Linked DNA regions of Nothobranchius furzeri: region 1 is linked to region 2. A link is a contact called in public Micro-C data. All regions are on one chromosome and are shown on one strand. The core of a region is the stretch at or near the end of the contact, and the rest is flanking DNA. Distances in the headings are between cores, read along the strand shown.

The links. A called contact is a pair of places that touch in the nucleus more often than the background predicts.
Region 1: a contact with region 2 is called in a Micro-C map of tail fin, with 9 times the contacts expected there. The contact joins two enhancer-like sites. A contact is called at or near these places in 2 of 2 Hi-C or Micro-C datasets (skeletal muscle and tail fin).

Annotation. Positions count from the first base shown.
Region 1 is chr14:25,953,033-25,957,622 of NfurGRZ-RIMD1, forward strand. st6gal2a (ST6 beta-galactosamide alpha-2,6-sialyltranferase 2a) reads left to right here. Exons shown (of 7, transcript XM_015966162.3): 4 at 3,014-3,111; 5 at 3,300-3,401. Among protein-coding and RNA genes, the nearest start is that of st6gal2a, 43 kb to the left of the region's middle. Within about 2 kb of position 1,714, at least 1 of the 3 cell types and tissues checked has an H3K27ac peak or open chromatin away from gene starts, as enhancers often do. A contact at or near this core is called in tail fin, where this site is marked.
Region 2 is chr14:25,811,895-25,816,570 of NfurGRZ-RIMD1, forward strand. jam2b (junctional adhesion molecule 2b) reads left to right here. Exons shown (of 10, transcript XM_015966164.3): 8 at 1,304-1,322; 9 at 1,412-1,460; 10 at 1,562-1,818. The coding sequence ends at 1,600. Among protein-coding and RNA genes, the nearest start is that of LOC129164937, 5.7 kb to the right of the region's middle. Within about 2 kb of position 2,312, at least 1 of the 3 cell types and tissues checked has an H3K27ac peak or open chromatin away from gene starts, as enhancers often do. A contact at or near this core is called in tail fin, where this site is marked.

The DNA of each region.
Region 1 (4,590 bases), core at 464-2,963, 140 kb after region 2:
GTGTGTGTGTGTGTGTGTGTGTGTGTGTGTGTGTGTGTGTGTGTGTGTGTGTGTGTGTGTGTGTGTGTGTGTGTGTGTGTGTGTGTGTGTGTGTGTGTGTGTGTGTGTGTGTGTGTGTTACTCTTCTCCCTTCATGAAAGGGAGGGTGGCGCCTCAGTGCCACCACTGTTGTGAGGCCTTTTTCAGTCACGTTTCCTTTCCTTAAGGGATCCACAAACCTGCGTATGTCTTGATTGACGTTTGTTCTGCTCGTGTTTTCTGTTGCTTTCACAGATGAACTCATCAAACCGACTGTGTGTTTGCTTGAGTGCGTGCCTAATAGGTTGCATGTCTTTTTTTGCATGCGTGCGTTTTTGGGTAGTAGACTTTTGGCGGCTCTCCGGTGAGCGGGGAGAGTGTGAACTCAACGACAGATGGCTCACTAGGAAAAGCAGAACCCCCTCTGGTATCCAATCAGGCTTCTTCACATCACACATAGCTCGCTTCCTTTGCATTCATATCAGAGTTTATCTGTTTGGAGGGAACGCTGAAATAAACATGACAATTTGAGCTTTATAACGTCATTTCTGTAAGGTTTGAGCTTAATGTAAAGGGCTATTGCTTTATATAAGGTTGTCCTTGAGAATAGGAGAGACTGAAATGGTTTCTATGAAAATCAGATGCAGGTAATGGGAAGCTGCATTTGCACTTGACACTGTGGTCACAGTGGAATTAACTTGTTGTGCTGTGTCAGTGGAAACATCAGTCTTCCTGCTTTAGACGGTCAACACTCTCCACACTCCTTTATGTGAAGTAGCTTGAAGGCACTAACAGGTTCTCTGCAAATCCCCTGAAATGCTGACTAAATGTGGATTTGAGAGCACCTGAAAGTCTGTAAAAGCACATTTACTGTCACTTATTTATTTAAAGCTTTTTTAGCTTTCTGCTCTGTGATGTGACAGATTCACATCCACAAGCAAAGGAAGTCGATCTCTCCCTGCTGTCACAGATCAGTTAAAGATATTTGTCAGATTCCATGAAGACATTTTAAAGAAGGAAGATCAGTGAGTAAATATTGATGATTCTCCTCAGCGAGAGCTGTCACATGGATGTTAATAACGTATAACAGCAGGTATTGGTTCAGAGTTTCGTCATCCTTGGGTTCGATTCTCTAAAAGGAGAAACAAAGACGACTCCAGATGCATCCTGAAGAATAGGGCAGCTGCTTTAGAGACAGCGTCAGGTTTAGCTTTGACAACTGCTTTGATGTTCTCTTTGCTTCTGTCTATAGTAAAAACGAGACGCTGCATCACCTGCATGATTATTGAGATTTATTCTGATTCAGGATGAGAATCTGCTCTATTTTCTGTGCCACATGCAGATAATTTGGCATTTAGATTTAGGCGTTTTCACTGGCTGAGGGCCAGATGTGTAGGCCAGATGTGTGGGCTTCATCACTCAGGACTGGGTTTTGTGTGACGTCTGGATGTGTGACGGTGTGTGTCTGCCACCACCTGGTCAACAGAGAAAATGCCATCAGTTCAGCTCTAGAAGGCAGATCCACATTTTTGCTGCAAACAAGCAAATGTTCTTTAGTGGAATTTCTGATTTTCTTTTGACAGAAACATTTGGGAGTCTTATTCTGTTTATTTAAAAGCTGGAATTTGCTTCAGTCTTACATGGTAAACAGGATAAAGGTCCGTATTAATGTTCAGAGTTACTTTGGAACTGTCGCCCTCTTGTGGTGTATTTATATTTGACAGAACTTTTTATTTTTTTACTATTTAATTTTTATTTCTTTAGGAATAATCCCTTTGAGATCCGGATTCCCTTCTGGCAGAGAGAGCATCATAGTTGCACATAAAAAAACACAAGTTAAAGAGCAATAATTGGATTTGTGCATTCAGCATTCAAATAATCCTTAATCCCACTTTTAAAATCATCCATAATCGTGAGATAATCCAGTATAAGATGTCTCTGACTCTTAAGCCATGGGCGCAAATACTTTAAAAGGCACTATCACCATTACAGCTCCTTGTGAAGTTTTTTCATCAGGCAGTTAACCCCAGGTATTTGAACACTTTTATGATTTAATGTAATAATCATTTTTCTTTGATTCATAATTTCTTGATAAAGACAATTGCAGATGTTTTATAGCACTCTTTATAAAATGGCATCATCTGCACAATAATGAATGATTTATATGAATGTTGAAATAAAGTTGGACCCAATGTGGATCCCTGGGGGACGCCTTTATAAGTATTGGAGGTGCTAAAGAACCTTTGTTCTTGTCTGATGTGCTGTTAGAATAAATTAAACCATCAACTTCAGATTTCTCATTTTAACATTACAACATTGATCTTTTTTTTGTGTGTCTTTGTGACATCATATATCAATCTTCAACTTTATAGTGATGGGAAAAAGGTCTGACATTTCACCTCCAGTTTTTTGCCTGGATGAAGATGAAAAATCGTTGTGAATGTGTGTGATTCTGGTCTAGTTCTGTTGGAGAAAAACCTCGTTAATGATGCTTTATTGACTGAGAAGAGCAGCTCCTCCAGTTTTTGATGAAGCAGCATCACATCTGAGCTGAAGGATCATCCACTTAAATGTCAGATCGACACTAGAGCAAGACGACGTGAGTTGATGGATCGATCAGCAAACAAGCTGAGATGTGTTTGGAAATGTCAGACTTTTCTTTTTGTTGAACTGTGGAAAAAAATTATCAAAAAAAAACCTACTTAAAAAAATTATTTTATTTACTAATCAGTTATGTAACTTCACCACCGGAGAGCACTTCATTCCTGCTGTTGGCTGTTTCATCGCTGCAGCCACACATTTCCATACCGACCTTGACAAAAACGCTGCATCATGTTCAAGTGTTTGTCAGAGATTTGATGTTTGAACTGAAGCTCAGTGGCCTTATTTTTGCTTCCTAACTGTTCATGTTTGTATAGTAATAATAATAATAATAATAACAATAATAATAATGCGTCTACCTGAAACTCGGCTCAATTCATGCTTCATCTTTCAGACTCGCATGATGCAGTTTTACGGTTCAACGCTGCGCCTACAGAGGGTTACGAGCGAGATGTGGGGAACAAAACTACAATAAGAATAATAAATTCACAGGTAAGAGAGAGTCTGGCCTTGGACGCCTCAGCATAATCATAACATGCTACAGATGTATGAATCCATGTTTTATGTTCCAGATCAACGTTCAGGAAAAACAAGTTTATATTGTTGGAAATGAGATGATGGCGTCGTGCTTTGTGTTCATAGTTACCAAATGAATGTCTCATCTTATTTTCTCTCCGCAGATTTTGACAAACCCCAGTCATCAGTTCAACACCAGCTCCATGTTTAAGGATGTCGCCCTGGTGGCGTGGGATCCTGCGCCTTACGCCATCGACCTATACAAGGTGAGCCACTCGGGTGGAGGAGACACGATGGCTGCACCATCCTGACGGGTGGAAAACACTGGAAAGCCTTATGAGTATTTGTATGTGAATGTTCGTGCTCTCTCATGTTGCCATGGCAACAGTTGTGGTCATTTCTAACAGAGCTCAGAAGACTCCTGCTCTACCCCTCATCTTTTTCATGCATCCTTTGAATTTTTTTGTTGCAATCAAAGATCCTGCTGCTTTCTGATTTGTAATTAAAATATATTTGCATTTTTGCTGAAGCCGTGGGAAGCCCGCTCCCTGCCTGCTTTTAATTTAGTTGCCTGTTTTACGATGGAACATTAAAAATGCCCCCAGATATTAGTCACTTACTTTGTTCCATCTAATTTTGAGAAATAACTTTTATTCTTTACAGCATCAATCAGTCCAGTGCTGCTAGAGGAACCTTTCAGTTGTAAAACACAGAAACTTTAGAAGCATTTAGAGAAGGGTTAGCGTCAGGCTAATCAGAGGGAATTTAGGCACTTGATTTGTTGAAGGTTTATCTAAATCACAACTTTTCATAAGCGCCAGCCCTGTTTTCTGTGATTTTATCAAGTAATTCCACTTAAATGAAATAATTCAGATCATTTAAAGAAAGCATATCTGGGAGGGCAACCAACAATATCTTGACCTAGGTCTGTGTTACAGCAGCTGCTAATTTGCAAAGGTAGCAAAGGCACAGGAGTATTAACAAATGCTGCGTTCCATTCTTGCACCTGTACATGCTGCCAACAAGCACAACATTTGTATGGTTAAAAGAAACATGGTTGTCCCAGAAGCTGGAAGCGTTGCCATGGTGATGTTCCGTCCGCAGATCTCAGATGGCTTGGGCTGTTGGCTTCGTAAGTAATGTTGCGTACATGGTCGTCTGTGAAGCCGGGAACAGGTTCACAGCAAGGAGGTGCAGCGGGTCGTTTCACTGTATTCAAACGAGGATAACTGTCGTTAGCGCCAGAGCTTAATTTGTGCCTGTCTTATTTTGAAAGTACATGTCCGGTAACTGTCTGCTAGGATCCGGCATCTCAGTTTTTAAGCTAACTTTTTTAATGTAAATGTTGGGAATTGGGCAAGTGCTCTCCAGTGGTAAAGTTACATAACTGTCTACTCTACACAGAGGATAAGTCTGGATACTCAGAGGCAGAGAGCACCATGAGGGGCGGGACTA
Region 2 (4,676 bases), core at 1,062-3,561:
AGAGAAAGGCAAGAAATAATCAAAAAGGTGCACAGTATCCAATGGACCACACTGGGACTGCAAGGGGCAAAGACCTTGCCACATCTTAGAAAGAGAAAAAGTAATCAATAAAAACATGAGGCCCGTCTGACCCGACAGGAACGCAGACGGCAATGCAAACTATGAAACAGTTGCATGTTCTGGAATTTGCCTCAAGGACTTTTAATTTAAGAGCAAATAAGTCTCTAAATCATCACAAGGTGTCTTCCCTTCAGTCACAGGCTTCACACTCATGTTGCTGAAATTTGCAAAACCAAAAAGTTTGCTCTCAAAATAGTTGCTGCAGCTTCTTGAACCCTTCTTTTTCCTCATCTTCAGGACTCAGAATGTGCAGGAAATGTGATTGTGACTGAACGGAGACAAAAGAGACAAAACATAGAAAGTTACTAACTTTTGATCTTTAAATTTGCAGAAATGTTGCTCATTTATTTGCAGTTAAAGATAAAACTAAAATGCCAGAAGTAGAAATTCAACATGATTCCAGCTGATGCTTTGTTTATTTTCTCATAGTTTTTATTTTCCCATTTTAGCTGCCAGCAGTTACAGTTCAGAAAACATCAGTTTAGTAAAAAATATTTTACATTTATGCATTTTTCAGCTCACAGACCAATAATAAACATTAAATCTATTTACTAAGCCTCTTACCTTTGCAATCTTGCACATAAACTACTAAATTAATAATTCTGTGTCCAGATTTATGAACAAATTTAATTAAAGTTGCTACGTTTTCAATTACATATTGAAGTTTTACATATGAAGAGACTTAAAGCTGCACAAATATCACCAATTTATCACTACTGCAACATCAAAGTACACAAATCAATATTGCAAAGGCTTCCAATTAATCATAGAATGAAACTAATACACATATTTGACAAATGGGTGGACTGTCATTCCATTAAATAACCACAGCCAGTACATCGACATTTGTTTTTATCGTGTGGGTTTCTCAGTAATCTTGCTTCTGTAAAATAAATGCAAACCAGCATGCAGAAACACTTACCCTGATTTTATCAGCGAGCTGATATGACTGATTTGACGGGGATGTTTAATTACTCCTCCAGGATAGGATTTGTGTTCAATGTGGCGATAACCATCTAAAGCAACACATGTTGAAGCTCTTATTTATTTAAAACATTATTTTAATAAAGTAAAAATAGATAACTGCAGCTGTAGTAAAGACTAAACTCTGATGGACTGAGAAGATTTATCAGATTCCTGCTGCTGACCCAGATCCTTTCCTCTTTGTTGTTCCTTTAAACAGAGAACAAGAAGACAAACAGGTGAGTAGATTTAAATTTCTCTCTTATTATTCAGTTTTTTTTCTTTAAATGATCTCTTTCTGAGCCTCTAATGAGCCGTCTCCCTTCAGCTCCAAGCCCTACATCCCTCCACCACCCCCTCCTCCACCCACCCGCCACGTGAGTTGTTTGTGCTCAGACTTGTTGTTCTTGCATTCATTTGCTGCTAACACTGCTCTCCGGCTAATTAGAGGAAGTGATTCAGTTTTTTTCCTCTGCAGCTCAAACACTACAAACAGACTCGGTCCTTCATGATCTGACGCTGAGCGACAGCTTCATCTGGAGGTCGGACGGACGCCCTCTGGAGTTCAAAAAGGACTTTTTAAAGACTTTTCATGTACAGCTCTGATAATTCTCATCTAAATGCATACCTGAATCACATTTGTCACAGCCCCCTTTGGCCTATTTTGTGTTGAGATGAGGCTTTTTTTGTGTGAAATTAATTTTAAAACCTTTACAGTGTTTTTATCGGCAGGCATTTTGTCACAATTGTATATAAATTATGTCACGTATGACACTGTGCCTTGTATCGGCTTCAGCTAATAGTTTTTATCTTTTAATGTGTATTTAAAAACATTTTTTTAATACTTCACAGACCTGTATGTATGTCTATGGTCTTATGATCTTTGTTATGATTACTGCGTGGTTGAACAGGTGTCTGCACACACTGAACACTCTTTTAAAGCATAAAAACTTTTATACACACATGCTGAAAAATTTAATTAATAATCAATAAAAAGATGGAACCATTGTATTAATTTCATTTCCACACAAATATGTGATTTTCCCTTTAATATTTAAACCATGAAAGAATGAAGAAAATTGGCCTTTTTTTGTGTGCTTTTTTTCTAAATCATTTGGGGTCACAATATAATTTATGTGAAAACATCATATTTTGCTTTTGCGCCCCTTAGGCCAACACTAGAGGGTAGCAGTGACAGCATGAGTGCTTCAGCTGCAGATTCCAAAAGCCTGCGTGATGCCAACTGTTTATCCGTTTTGTCTTTGCACAGATCCACAATTGTTCTCCTCCCATTGTGCTCATTTTCTCCCTATTTCGCTGGCTATGAATCCAAAGAGCCTCGCCTGTTTTACATTTCTGCCCACTCCTTTTGAGTTTTTCTTTGTGTACATACTTGATGATTTTGCACGCGCTTTCCATATAATAGGATTTGATCACCTCGAGTCCATAAACACAGAGACTGAAGAGAACAACAGGATCTGAGAATGGGAAGTGAGCGGATCCAGTTTGTTCTGTAAATATTTAGATATGGTAGATGGAACCTGTCCACGAGTGGCTGCTGAGGCTGCCAACAAAGAACACTGGCTGTGTGCTCAAAGACAATAGTGAATAGTCTGGCATTCTGACAAGTGTGGGTTTCATCAGAAGGAACAGCTTCAGCATTCAGCATAATGACAAAACGAGAACACAACATTCAGATTTTGAATATTTCAACCAGAAATTCAGGGACTTCTATGCATAGAGGACTTAAATATTCATTTCCTCACCTCTTTAGATGATTTTGCTTTTTAAAATGTCAGTTTGTGCACTAGCTCTCAGTCGGTGGCCATTAAATAACCACTTTGCACTTTACATTAGAGCTCTGAATGACTCCAAACAGGCAGATGTGAGACTTTTCAGGCACACAAAGAAGCTATCACGCCAACTAATTTAAATAAAATCAAATTTATTGTATTTATACAGCACATTTAAAAACACCGAAGGTGACCAAAGTGCTGAACAATAAACCAAAGCTACAGCAATAAAACATCACACTTATAAAATAGATTATAAACGATTCAATGTGCTTTCCATCAGCAAGAAGAGCAAGAACATTAATATTAAAATGAAAAAAAAAAGACAAAGTTAAAGGGTGAGCAGTTACAGTGCAGAGGGTGCAGCATAAGAACATTTATTTAAAGGCTGATGAAAACATGAAGGTTTTCAATTTTGTTTTAAAAGTTTGTAGAGTTGGGGCAGATGTGAAGTCATGAGGAAGCAGATTCCATCTGTGTGCATAGCTAAAATCAGCTTCACCCTGTTTGGCTCTGACCCAGAGTTGTACCAGTTTACTACCTCCTAAGGATCTCAGAGCCCTGCTGGGCGCATAAACAGGAAGGAGATCCGACATGTATTCTGGCCCCAGGCCATTGAGTGATTTATAAACTAGCAGAAGTACTTTGAAATAGATTTAGTAGTTTACAGGTAACCAGTGTAGAGATTAAAGAACAGGAGTGATGTGCTCGGCTCTCTTGGTGTCACGAACAGAACTCAGAAGACCCGTGAAGACGCCAAACACAGTAAAAATAGATTAAAAAATGTTTATTTGCAGCAGAATTACCAGGTGGATGAGGCTGGAGACAGAGTCGGAGACAGGCGAAGGTCGTAAAGGCAGGAAGAGTTCAAGACAGGGGTCAGGAGAAAAACAAGGTCCAGAGGCAGAAATCAGGCAGGGTGAATAGCTGGAGAATTTACGGGCAGGGCTGTAAATGATCTGGCAGGGAACTGGTGGTTTACTGGTGAATATATAGTAGGGGAAGCAGGTGTGTGAGATGAGCTGAGGAGTCAGGAGCAGGTGAAGTGGATGAAGCTGACTGTGGTAGTCAGGGAAACAGGGTTTGGCTGGGGCTTAATGAAGAAACCAGGTGTGCTGCATGAAGGTTGAGGAGGGTGAAGGATTGGGAGTCATGACACTTGGTTCTTGTTGAGACTCTAGCAGCAGCATTCTGAATAAGCTGCAGTTGCTCCACAGCTTTTTTAGGAAGACCAGACAAAAGACTGTTGTAATAGTCCAGCCTGCTGGAGATGAACACATGAATGAGTTTCTCTAGGTCTTGTCTGGACATGAGACCTCTGAGTTGTGCTATTTGATGAAGATGATAAAACACTGATCTAGTTTTAGCCTTAATGTGACCAGTGAAGCTCAGGTCTGAATCAATAATAACATCAAGATTTCTAACTTGGGTCTTTGTCTTTATTCCTCTGGAGCCAAGCTGAGCAATAACCTCCATCCTATCCATCTTATTTCAAGACAGTAACTTCAGTCTTGTCTTTGTTTAACTGGAGGAAGTTTGACTGCATCAAGTCATTAACCATCTCCAAACACTGACAGAGTCAGTCTAGAGGACCACAATCACCAGGTGATAGAGCTGGGTAGATCTGGGTGTCATCTGCATAACAATGATAGGCAATGTTGTCATTGCGCATGACCTGACCCAGGGGCAGATTAAGCACAAGTCAGTACATTTAACGGATAATACCACTGCCAATTTAAGAAACAACAGATTAAAAACAGTCAGATTTACATAAACAAAAAGCATCCAGCCAATTAAACA